Regions from separate parts of the Mus musculus genome. Here region 1 is linked to region 2. A link is a contact called in public HiChIP or PLAC-seq data. All regions are on one chromosome and are shown on one strand. The core of a region is the stretch at or near the end of the contact, and the rest is flanking DNA. Distances in the headings are between cores, read along the strand shown.

What was found. HiChIP or PLAC-seq counts read pairs in DNA pulled down with a chosen protein or histone mark.
Region 1: a contact with region 2 is called in an H3K27ac HiChIP or PLAC-seq map of microglia, with 4 times the contacts expected there. The contact joins two enhancer-like sites. A contact is called at or near these places in 2 of 115 datasets of contacts at active chromatin or transcription factors (microglia and pancreatic cancer cells).

What each region holds. Positions count from the first base shown.
Region 1 is chr8:105,335,890-105,342,055 of GRCm38.p6, reverse strand. Fhod1 (formin homology 2 domain containing 1) reads left to right here. Exons shown (of 22, transcript NM_177699.4): 2 at 3,096-3,202; 3 at 3,590-3,654; 4 at 3,959-4,026; 5 at 4,099-4,204; 6 at 4,287-4,381; 7 at 4,627-4,738; 8 at 4,839-4,933; 9 at 5,026-5,169; 10 at 5,260-5,417; 11 at 5,495-5,674. Among named protein-coding and RNA genes, the nearest start is that of Gm46049, 6.8 kb to the left of the region's middle. Within about 2 kb of position 2,550, at least 93 of the 459 cell types and tissues checked have an H3K27ac peak or open chromatin away from gene starts, as enhancers often do. A contact at or near this core is called in microglia, where this site is marked.
Region 2 is chr8:104,365,756-104,371,875 of GRCm38.p6, reverse strand. All of the region lies in intron 1 of Cmtm4 (CKLF-like MARVEL transmembrane domain containing 4), which reads left to right. Among named protein-coding and RNA genes, the nearest start is that of Cmtm4, 27 kb to the left of the region's middle. Within about 2 kb of position 1,630, at least 68 of the 459 cell types and tissues checked have an H3K27ac peak or open chromatin away from gene starts, as enhancers often do. A contact at or near this core is called in microglia, where this site is marked.

The sequences.
Region 1 (6,166 bases), core at 1,301-3,800, 970 kb before region 2:
AGTAAGGATTTTGCCCAGTGATCAAGTACTTGTCAACATGAAAAAGGCTGTTTGGTTCCCACCCCTGTAAAAAAATTTATTTATTTATTTATTTATTTATTTATTTATTTATTTATTAAAAACAGAGAAGCCAGGAATAGTGCTGCATGCTTTTAATCCCAGCACAGAGACAGAAGGATCTCTGAATTCAAGGCTAGCCTAGTCGATGACATGAGTTTCAGAACAGTGAGTGCTACATAGTGTGCCCTGTCTCAAAACACCAAACCAACCAACCAAAAACCCAAAAAAACAAAAAAACAGGCTTGAGCCGTTGCCTTTACTACTCCTGCAAAGGACCCCGGTCCACATGGGTTTTGGCTGCCAGGAAAGCCCAAGCTGGGGGACTAAGGAGATTCATGGCTGGTGGCCAAAGTGAAGGAAGCCTGGGAAAAATGAGGGAGGGAGTACCCGAAGATGGAGGCCAGCTGTGAGGAAGACAAGAGCCGGGGTTTGAGATAGAGGCCCATTATTGTGCCGGCCTAGAGCAATGTCATTGGAAACTAGGTCTTGCTCAAGCCCGGCCGACCCCCAGGGTGTGAGAAAAGAGTCCCAGAGGTTTGCCTCTCAGAATGTCGATCCCAGGAAGGGGCCAGAGGGTGTGAAGGATAAGCCCCATCTTGCTGGCAGGAAGTCTGTCCTTGCTCTGGGCCTGGGCCTGGCGCCCGACCTCCTATTTCCACTCAGGACAAATAGCTGAGAGCAGAAACTGACGTGATGGTACCAGGCTGCATGCTCTCTCTAGATCTTTCCCTATGATGGACCCTTGGTGGGATGGATGGGTGAAATGTTTGGAGAGCTTGCATCTGCATCCAGGACAAAAGCTTAAACCTGTTTAGCCGAGGATGCTGGAGTGGTGGCCCCTTAGCCTTCAGGGCTGGACCCTTGGCCCGGATCTCATCACGGAGGGAGAGGACCATTCCCAGTTTACTTAGGGTGGCGATGCATGTCCCATGGAGGAAGGAAGAACGGAATGGTGGGCCTAACATCTCCAGATGTGCTACTTTGGCCTGTGCTCAGCCATTCCTAGCCACACATCTGGGTATTCCAAGTTGTCAGGCACTTAAAGCAGTTTGATACCTCCTCTTAGAACTCATGGAAGTTGTGAGTCCACCTTTATTAATTAGTGAGTCTCTTCTGAGTCAAGGATGACTTGTCTCCCTGGCTGGGCTGGAAGGAAAAGTCAGCAGAGATGTTTCCTGCTGTGTCCTGCAGACCTAAAACCAGTTTCTGGTTCATGGTTGTTCTGTTGAATGAGCTAGTCTGTGTGTGATTTGGAGGCAATCCTTGGGAGAGGTATATTTAAAGTCCCCAGGTTCTGTAGTTTAACCAGTACCGGGGGCCTTGTAGCTGGGCTTCAATGGGGTGGGTTCGGGAGCAGGCTGATGAGTCTGTGTAGGAAGAGAGATTGGGAGGAATGTTGGCTGCTGTCAGTTGAGCTCGCACTGACAAGATTACCTAACCCGTGTACCTTGCTGCCTCCTCTCAGACCTGTTCCCCAGTAGACCCAGGAGATGACTCTGCTCCCCTGGAAGGAAAGAGAGGCCAAGCCTGCCCAAGGCGCCCAAGGAAGGGCAGGCAGCCAGGCAGGAAGTGGGACAAACAGGCTGGAGTGTTTGTCCTGTGTCCCATGTCCCAGGCAAGGGGGTGGGGTGGGGTGGGGTGGGGTGGGGGTGGGTGGGTCACCTAAGGGCCCCACAGGCTAAACTGTCAGGAAGGAGAAAGTTCAGGCTCTGAGCTAACCAGAGGCAGAAGAAGGGATAGAAGCTGCACTGGCCCCCAGCCCCTCCACCCAGGGACCAAGAAGAGCCGAAAGCCCTTGGGTGAGGTTCAAAGCTGGGCAGAGTTGAGCAAGTCATAGGAAAAATGATAGAGGTGACTTGCCTAGTAAGACAGCTACCAGAAGGTCCCCCTTTCTTCCCAGAGGCATTCTCACCCTGTGACACAGCACCTCAATAACAGTTACTCAGGATTGTGGGCGGGCACACAGATTTTGATTAGCTCTGCATATCAGCACTGTGCTAACGGGGGAAGTGTCAGGGAGAGAGGCACAAGGTTACCCCTGGAGGATCTGGAAGTTACCTCATTCAACCTTCTATAAACATTCTCTCTCTCTTTTTTTTAAGATTGATTTTTTTTGCTAGGAGGCAGAAGCAGGCAGACCTCTGTGAGTTCAAGGTCAGCCTGCTCCACAGAGCAAGTTTCATGACAACCGAGGATACAGAGAGAAACCTTCTCTTGATAGACAAGGAAACAAAAATAAAAAAATTCCTGTCAGGATTTTTATTTTATTTTGAATGAGTAGGAGTCTTGGCTTTCCTGTCTGACTGTGTACTACCTGTGGGCCTAGTGCCTGTGGAGGCCTGGAGCTGAAGTGACAGATTACTGTAAGCTGTCATGTGAGTGCTGGGACCTGAACCCAGATCCTCTGATAGAACAGCCAGTGCTCTTAATCACTGAGCCATCTCACTAGCACTTACAGTCATTTTTTTTTAAAGACCCAATATTGAGCCAGGATTACAGGGGTAAACAGGAGAAACAAACCAGGGATGGGGCTGGTGTCTTCTCATGTAGGGTCTGATGGCATCAGACTCAAAAATTAGCTTACCTGAAGTTTACCTAGAATGGTTGTAACTGTAGCTTACTTGGGGAAAGGACAAAAAGGGGACAAGAAGCTGCTGCGACCTGGAGGGAGTAGGGAGTCTGGATTGGCTCCTGACAGGAATTCCCAGCTGGCTCTGCACCTCCATAAACCGTTAACACTTTCTCTCTGAGCTTGAATACTTTTGCGGCTGAAGCTTATCACCCCTCCAGGCTGTGAACTTCCTTGAAGGCAGCCACTTCCCTCTCTCCTCCTCCATGGCCCTTCCTTATTTGTGGTTTGTTAATGCAAAAATAAAAAGCAAAAACCAACCAACCCCAACCCCCAAAATACCCTCCAGGGCTGTAGCTTGATGGTTTAACATGTGGGCTTGATTCCTAGTAGCACAGAAACAAAACAGACGGCAAAAATCTGAGCTGCAGCACCAGCCCTGATAGTTCTGTCCCTTTGTTTCCAGCTGGAGGACTGTGCATTGCAAGTGTCTCCCTCCGGATACTACCTGGACCCGGAGCTGTCCCTAGAAGAACAGCGGGAGATGCTGGAGGGTTTCTATGAAGAGATCAGGTCAGAGTTGAAAGGGTGAGGGAGGCCAGGGAACCCTTCCCATTTGAGGAGGTCTGGCCAGAGCCTTCAACCCCGGGCCCCACTGGGGCCCAGCTCAGGTATCAGCAGCTGAGATACTCTGTGTACAGCCTGGGCTGTAGGCCAGTGCAGAGAACAATGCCGGGGGCTGGTACCCACAATTATGTGGAAATGGGGGTACTCTCATACCTCAGTACCTGTGTTTATAAAAACTCTCCTGTTCGGCTAACCCTTGGACCCCCAGATTAGTAGTTGGGAGGGAAGGAGCGGGCCAGGGTTCACATGTAGGTGTCTTTAGATATCTCTGCTTTGAGGCTGGGGACTCAGCAGAATCTGCCGGGAGCCACTAACATGGCTACTTGCTTTTAGCAAAGGGCGGAAGCCCACGTTAATCCTGCGGACCCAGCTCTCCGTGAGGGTCAATGCTATCTTGGGTAAGTGTGTGTCGTCTCCTGCCGTCTTGTCCCCTTCTTTTCACACACAGCCTAGTGGGCCTTAGCTTCTTTCGGACCTGTGCTGGGCTATGGACTGGGTGGGTTGGAGATCTGGTGTGTCCTCCTCTCTCCCTTTCCTGTCCTTCCCTTCTGGGTCAGGATCCATGCCACAGCTGGACTGCAGTCATGGTGACAGAGGAGGGTGCCCAGAGTCAGAGTAGAAGGCAGGCTTGAGAATACTAGAAGCTTCAGTTATGCTAGTGGAAGAAGACAGTGTCTGTGTTCCCCCACTTATCCCTTGTAGAAAAGCTGTATGGCTCCAGTGGCCCCGAGCTCCGCCGATCTCTCTTCTCATTAAAGCAGATATTCCAGGTAAGATCCAGAGGTGGGCTGAGGGTTGGCGTCCCACCCAGTCCCCCTTAAACTTGCCCATGGTGCCCACAGGAAGACAAGGACCTGGTGCCCGAATTCGTGCACTCGGAGGGTCTGAGTTGCCTGATCCGCGTGGGTGCTGCTGCAGACCACAACTACCAGAGCTACATCCTTCGAGGTCAGCACCATACTTTCCCCCTTGGTCTTCGGTCCCATGCCTCCCCTCCCCGCCCTGACCTCTTCCCATTTTCTGTCTCTAGCCCTGGGCCAGCTGATGCTGTTTGTGGATGGGATGCTGGGGGTGGTGGCCCACAGCGAGACCGTGCAGTGGCTGTATACCCTGTGTGCTAGCCTGGTAAGTGGCTTTACCCAGACATATGTACCCTTTCCCCTTTGGGTCCCGCTGAGCCTCAATTTCCTCTTCTGCAAAGTGGTTGGAGTAAGCCTGAGGTCCCTAGAAAACTAAGCTGCACCTCCAAGCCCAGGCCCCAACCAGGGTCTTCCTACATCTTCGGATCCAGCCCCAGGAGCCCTTCCCCCTCCTCCAGGAACTAACAGTCTGGTCCAAGCCCCACTCATGTGGATTGGCTTCTCCCCCAGTCCCGCTTGGTGGTAAAGACAGCCCTGAAGCTGCTGCTGGTGTTTGTGGAGTATTCCGAGAACAACGCGCCGCTGTTCATCCAGGCAGTCAACGCAGTAGCCAGTGCCACCGGTCAGAGCCTCTCTTTCCCTTTCTCCATCTCTCAGCCCTCTCTCCTACTGCTCCGCCCCCCCCCCCAACCGTGGTTACTCCTCCCCTTTCTGTGCGGCAGGTACTCTTCCCTGGGCCAACTTGGTGTCCATCCTGGAGGAGAAGAATGGAGCTGATGCAGAGTTGTTGGTGTACACTGTCACTCTCATTAACAAGGTATGGAACCGAGACTAGGTGCCAACTGTGGACCCTTGGCCCACGATCCCCCACATCAACCTCAGCCTTGGCTTCCTGCATCCACCTTCCAGACGCTGGCGGCACTCCCAGACCAGGACTCCTTCTATGATGTGACAGATGCTCTGGAGCAGCAGGGCATGGAAGCGCTGGTCCAACGTTTCTTGGGCACCGCTGGCACTGATGTTGACCTGCGAACCCAGCTAACGCTCTATGAGGTGTGCCGGGGGAGGGGTGCAGCTCCCAAGTACCTATCCCATTTATTGGGCCTCAGCTGCTCGCTCACATGTCCTGACCACCTCCGATAGAGTGCCCTTCGGTTAGAGGATGGAGATATGGAAGAGGCTGCAGCCGCCGCTGCTGCAGGTGGCCGGCGAGAGCGGCGGAAGCCATCCTCGGAGGAGGGCAAAAGGAGCCGAAGATCACTAGAAGGTGGAGGCTGCCCTGTGCGTGCCCCAGAACCTGGGTAAGTACATACCTGGGTCTGTGTGAAGTGGGGAATCTGCCAGGCGTGGCGCCACTGTTAACAGGCCCCGCCTCTAGCTCTACAGGCTCCGCCTCACCAGTAGGCTCCACCCCCTCCACTGGCTCCGCCCCGCCTACAAATCCAGCCTTCAGCTCTACTGGCCCAGCCTCTGGCCTTCTTCGAACCTCAGTGAACCTCTTTCCTACCATTTCCGTGGGGCCGTCAGTGGACAGTTCCTGTGAGAGAAGCGTCTACAAGTAAGTGGGGAGGCCAAGTCCCATCCCCAAGTCCTGTCTCCCACTGTCCCTCCGCTCTGCGCGCCTCCACGGGCTCTCGGCCTCCTCTGCCCAAAACGCCTTGCTCTCTCTCTCTTTTCAGACTTCACCAAACTGCTCCCGTTTGGTAAGTGACTGCTGGAGGGTGAGGACTGTCCCTAATGGGGCCTCCTTCTCCCGTGGCTTCTCTTTATTTCTTTCCAGTGTTCCACCTCACCTGCCTTGGCCTCTTGTCATGTCTCCCTCTTCACTCTCTCCTTTCGTTTCTGTCCCTCCTTTTGTGCGCAGTCTTTGTGATCCCTGCACCCTGTCCAGCTTCTGGTCTGTTTCCCCCATGTCCCACCACCCCTAGTCCTCTCTCCTTACCACTGTGGATGGCAAGGCACTGTGACACTCCTGTCCAGCTCTGTACGGGTACAACAAGCGGGCCTTGGAATCGAGCTGGCACCATAGTTACCACGTCTTCCTCTCATC
Region 2 (6,120 bases), core at 381-2,880:
CCCCATTTTGTGAGTCTCGGTCTGTAGCACTCCCATCTTCTTTGGCACTGTGGGGGAGGGGCAGCATGTGTGGAGTTAGAAGACGACCTGGGCCGATTCTTGCTTCTGTGCTGTTGCTGAGTTTCTGGGGATTCTCCACCTCCCATCTTGTCTCAGGAACACTTTAATTACAGATCTCCTACTGCATATGGATTCTGTGGCTTCAAACTCAGGCCTCACACTGGCACAGCGATCACCGCACCCACTGAGCCATTACACCCCCACCCCCACCACTGAAGAAATGAGGCCGTCCATCTGTCTGTCCCACATGTCGTCATCGTCGTCCCCTCTGCATGATTTACCATTCATTCTTCATCTTCTCTGACCTGGTAAATGCTAGGGCTCAGAAAGCTGTGCCCACACACCGTGCCCCCTGCGGCCATGGGGACAGGCAGTGATGGCTGTCTCTGTCAGATGACTGATGCATACGTATTTTAAGTCCCCCAAGCATTTACATGGGGCCTCTAACAGCCATTGACGACCATGGCCCATCAGTGGTTTCACGTGGCCTTGAGAGTTTTGGTTTGTTTCACTTTGATTTGAGTCAGAGTTTCTTATGTAACTCTGGCTTTTCTGGAACTCACTCTGTAAACCAGGCTGGCCTTGAACTCACAGAGATCTGACTGTGTCTGCCTCCCAAGTGCTGGGACTACAGGCATGCACCACCACCACCTGGCTTTTTTTTTTTTTTAAACTATGTAGCCGTGGTTGTCCTGGAATTTTGCTATGTAGATCAGGCAAGCCATGGATGGAAAGAGATTGCCTGTCTCTACCTCCCAGGTGCTAGGATTAAAGGCTTCACCACCATGCCTAGCAAGAGGAGGTTTTGGTATTGTCTATTGATATGTTTGGTTGTTATACCAGGAACTAGATGCCCACTGACACCTGCTGCAGAGGGACCAGGGAGACCGATTCACACGGCATCACAGTCAGGATGCCGCTCAAAACTAAGAATGCCCAATCCACAATGTCAGTAGGGCTGTTTCAGAAATCTTGTTCTAGAGTGTAGTTCATGCTCTATCAGGAATTTGGAAGGATTCCCAGTGACCAAGGACTAGAACTCTGAGCCATAGAGCAAGGGCTATGGGACCAGGAAGCAGAGGCAGGCGGATTTCTGAGTTGGCCACCAGCCAGGGCTATATGGTGAGATCCTGTCTTCAAACAAACAAACAAACAAACAAAACCACACCATACTTTAGTGACCTAAAGACAAGAATATTTTCTAACACAATCATGGTATCATTTCCCAAATCTGGAAGCAGACACTGAGAAGTTAGAGACTCTGTCGACCTCATTCCTTCCTGTTTCCCCGATTGTCTCAAAGCTCCCTCTTATAAGGAAGTCTTGACTTGGATGTCGAATTTAAGCATCTGTCTCTTTAATCTCCTCGCTTCTGGAATAGTTTGTCAGCTCTTGTGTTTCATGCCGTTGACATTTTGGAAGGACACAGGCCAGTTATTTTGTAGAATGGCCCTCAATTTGGGTTTGTTGACGTTTTCTGCTGTTTGGATTCTGGTCACTTTGTGGTACTGTCAGGAAGCCCACAGAAATGATGACGCATTCCTTTTAGTGATCCCAGCCTACTGAGAGAGATGGGTGCCAGGAGTTTCTGTTGCCAAGCTACACTTTGCTGTGTCCTTAATGTTCTTAGGGAGGGCACTGTTAGACCGTGGAAGTCTTTAAGCTCTCATGCGTTACTTTGGAAGACACCAGATCATTCTTACTCAAATCAAGTACTTTTTATGATGGTTGCCAAAAGATGATTTTAATCTGCCCTTCTTCCACGTGAGTTGATTTTTGACTCTAAGGAAGGACGTGGGACTTGGCTCCTCTGCGCTAGTCTCTGACTTGCTGGGCTTGCAGATGTGTGCTGCCGTGTCTTTTCTTGTGTCCATAATAAACTCATGAGCTTTATTCATAAACCTGGATACTCTGGGGTCTACACCCCCGAGCTGGACTCTCAGCCCCCATTATGTGTGTTGAAACTCAGATTGCCTCAGATTTGGCCACGGTGAGCTCCGTGTGCACAGAGCGCATTCCCTTCCTTCTCTGCGCACAGCGCAGGGCGTCTGGACTCTCCTGCCGCGGTCCTGCACTGCTCCAGAAGCTCTGGTTCCTTTCAGTAGAAGAGATGGTACTTAGAAATGAAGGTTTGGATATGCCTCACACACGATGCCGAGCTCTCTCTCTCACCCTCCCTCCTTTCTTCCCTCCTTTTCTCTCTCTCTCCTTCCCTTCTCCCCTCCCCTTCCTTCTTTCTGCTTCAGATCAGTTTCACTAAGAAACCTTTGTTCTCTTCAGTAGAAAAGATATTTAAAGTAGCCAGTCTGGGTGCTTACACTTACTGTAAAGTGTTCTCCTGACTGAGTTTGATTTCAGCTCTGCTAGTAATGAGACAGAAAGATCTAGGGCAGGTTGCTAGACATCTTTGCCTCATTTTTATTTTATTAATAAGATGGAACTTAAAAACTGATCCCCAACAAGATGGGTAGTGGGCAGTTGCCATCCATCCTGATGACCTGACTGCTTTGGCTTGCCCACTGCCACCCCTGCCCCCTGCACTGCCACCCCCCATACAAATGAATAAAAATGTTTAAAAAAATTAGAACCTCTATAATCCTCACTGGGACTTGCTGGTCACCAGCTCAGCTGAATAAAACATGAGTGCCAGGTTAGTGAGATTCCCTGTCTCAAGGGAATAAGGCAATCGATAGAGTATACCTGCCACCCTCTGAGGCTCTGCGCATGTGTGCAAACACACACACCACACACAGACCACACCACACAAAAGTCATGATCTTGGAAGTATAACTCAATGACCGTGCAAGCCCAGCATGTGGGAGGCCCTGAGTTTAGACCCCAGTACTAAACAAATCAAAACAAAAAATCCAAGAACATCAAACTTGTCTTTGGAAGAAGCAAATGGTTGCACTCTCAACTGGGAGTTTTATGGACTGTGGATTAGACCTCAGCTAAAAACCACTCAGCTGATCCTGAATTGTGCACGGTTGATAAAGGTTAAAGAGGAGGATGTTTGAGAGGCCATCTCAGTACAGTGGATGGCCCTACAGAAGCTGGATTTTACTAAGTAAGGCTGCAGTGTCACCATTTATAAATACAGTAGTGACTAGGTAGGCAAGGGGACAAAGTTTTGAGTATAGAGGCACCATGTTCAGTCAGTGCTGCTAGCTTCCTAGGCTGGGTCCCTTCTTCCATGGATCAGGTGGAGATGCTGAGGCCCCAAGAACAGTGGGAGATAGTAAATTGAGCTTCCCTCAGCACACATACACCTCTTAGAACAGTTCACTCTACCTTCGTCCATCTTAAGTGGGATGCTGCCACAGCCTGTCGACTTTTGGTCAATGTCCTGTTTTCACTTGATTAAGGGCATGCCAAAGCCAGTGGGATGGCGTTGGTTACCTGAGATTAAAGAGGAAAGGAAGAGGGGAGGCTTTGCTTTGGAATCGTGTGGGGATGGATACGACCTTCTGGACTTTCAGCATCACCCACGAAGCTGGGACCACAAGGAGGAGGAGGTGGGAAGGACTCCCATGCTAGCAACATCTCTGAACACCCTAGGCAGGCTCTGGTTTGAAGGCATTTTGCTTCCTGTGTGCTCTGCAAGTGTGCTGTTTTGCTCCATTACTAATCTAAACGATCTGGAAATGGAACTTTTGGGGCAGAGTGGCATTTGCTATAAAACTCTGTGGGTATTTTCTTGGCAAGAAAGATGCTGACCGCTCTGTGGCTCTCTGAAATTGTGTGCAACTATATCATCAGACCACAGAAGATCTTCCAGGTTTCCTTTTAAAAACAAGAAAGAGAATATTTGCACAACACTCTGTGTTCCCTATGGAATTGGATATCCCAAAATAAGCTTGTTGTAGTTTGCTGGGACTGTGATTCCCTGTGGCTAGCCCTTACTGACAAGCAGCTCACAGGTTGCTCATGATGCAAATATAAATAGCTACATTTAAAATAATGCATTTTTAAAAGCTCCACTTCTATGGCTTTAGGAGACCAACACTAAAATTATTTATACAGTGGAACCTGCCTTGAAAAGCCTGTCAGAACACTGGTTGAGCGGGCTTTGGTGGCAAGCAGTAGCTTCCTAGGTCGCCAGCCACTGCACCCTTCTTTACGTCCCTGGCTGCCCTGAGCCCTCATCCCTGGTTACACTGAGCCCTTGGCAGTTTCCCTCTTTTGTCCTCATCCCTGTATTAACAGTGTGAAACTCATTTGCTTCTGACGTTTGTCTCTTTTGCGCTGTTAATTGCTGCTGATTAATTGCTTCTGAGTGTGTGTGTGTGTGTGTGTGTGTGTGTGTAGGGGAGTGAAGAGGCCCCAGGGGCTATCTCCATTCTTAAAGAGCAGGTGCTTAACTGTTCCTGCTGCCTTCCTGCTTCTTTTCTCTTTTCCTTTCCTTTTCTTCAACTTTTTCTGTTCTTCTTTCTCTTTTGTTTCTTTCTCTTGGTTGTTTCTATTTGAGGTGGGGTCTTAATTGTTTCTTTCTTTAGATTTATTTATTTATTCTATGTTTATTTATCTGGAGAAAAATGGAGAACCCAAAATTATCCTGAAGAAATGACAATTTGCAGGCTAGATAATTTTCACTTGCTGTGAGCTCCTGTGTTTTAGGAAGTAACCTCCCCACCCCCAAAAAAAAAAAACAAAAACAAAAACAAAGAGAAAAACCAAGAAAACAAACAAAACCCAACTCGTTGCTACGCTGTTGTCCGAGTGGTGGAGGCACTGTCACAGGACTCGCCTTCCTCAGGAGATGGTCTCCGTAAGAAGAAGACACCCATGGATTTTCTTTCTTAGAAAAAATAATGTGTTCCTACAGCAAGCTCCTTGGTAAATGCTCATCACACATGTACTTTGTCAGACACTCACTTGGCACTGGCCACGGAGTTTTCATGCTGTGTTCTTGAGAAAACTGTACTGATGGGCTTTTCCTGTGCCCTAAATGTAGAAAGTTCCAAATAAGCTCTGTTGGGCAACGCATGTAGGAGTCTGTGGCACAGGGAGAACTAACCTTGGCCTTGGACAGGCCTGAGCCATCCATGTAGGAGTAAGGATGCTGGAAGGTGTGTGGCTCAGAGCTGGGTAGATGTGCCGTCAATGTGAGCTGTTGTTAGTGCCTCGGGCCCCTCTACAGACATGGTGTGGCTGAAGTTTTTATTTATATATATATATATATATATATATATATATATATATATATATATATATTTATTACGTATTTTCCTCAATTACATTTCCAATGCTATCCCAAAAGTCGTCCGTCCGTGTGTCCCGTCCCCCCCCCCCCCCCCATGGCTGAAGTTTTAAGATCCGCTGTTTAAAAGCATGGGTACATACAGAGCAATTTCGTGGCTCTGCTCTTGACACAGAAGGGTTGGAAGGCCTGGTGCCTCTACTGTCTGTAGTGCCCGGATCCCATCTTCCTGTGCCCTGCAACCAGAGCCTGGCTTCTGTACTGTCCTCCCTGACTTCTGTTCTGCAGAGGCTGACCCCAGCCAGGTCCTCTAGCAGAAGCCCATATGATAGCTCATAGCAGTTGCTAACTTGGCAGGGTCAAGAGACAAACATGGATGCATGTCTCTGAGGAGTTTCTAGATTAGGTTAATGGAAATAGGCTGCCCCAAACATGTGGGCTGGCCTGTAGCACTCATCTCTCTCTGCTTCCTGAGTGGATACCATGTGACCAGCCACCTCAAGTTTCTGCCTTGATGAACTGAGAGCCAGAACAAACTCTTCCTGCCTTACGTTTCTTTTGTGAGCTGTTTTGTCATAGCAAAGGGAAAACTAACACTGAGCTGATAAACACCTGTGTCACCCTGTCTCACTCTCTGTGAGAGAGGCCTAGGCAGCACCGAGTGAGCAGCCTTGAACTCCTGATCCTCCACCTCCCTGGTATGGAGATTGTAGGTGCTGCACACTGTCTGGACTGGTGATATTTTAACTTTGAGCAGGTTATAATTAATTCCACTTGCTTCCGAAGGCCATGGAGGCACTGCTGCGCATGTGTGTGTGCACTCGGGCCCTGGCAGCCTTTTTGCCATTGCTGCCCTGCTG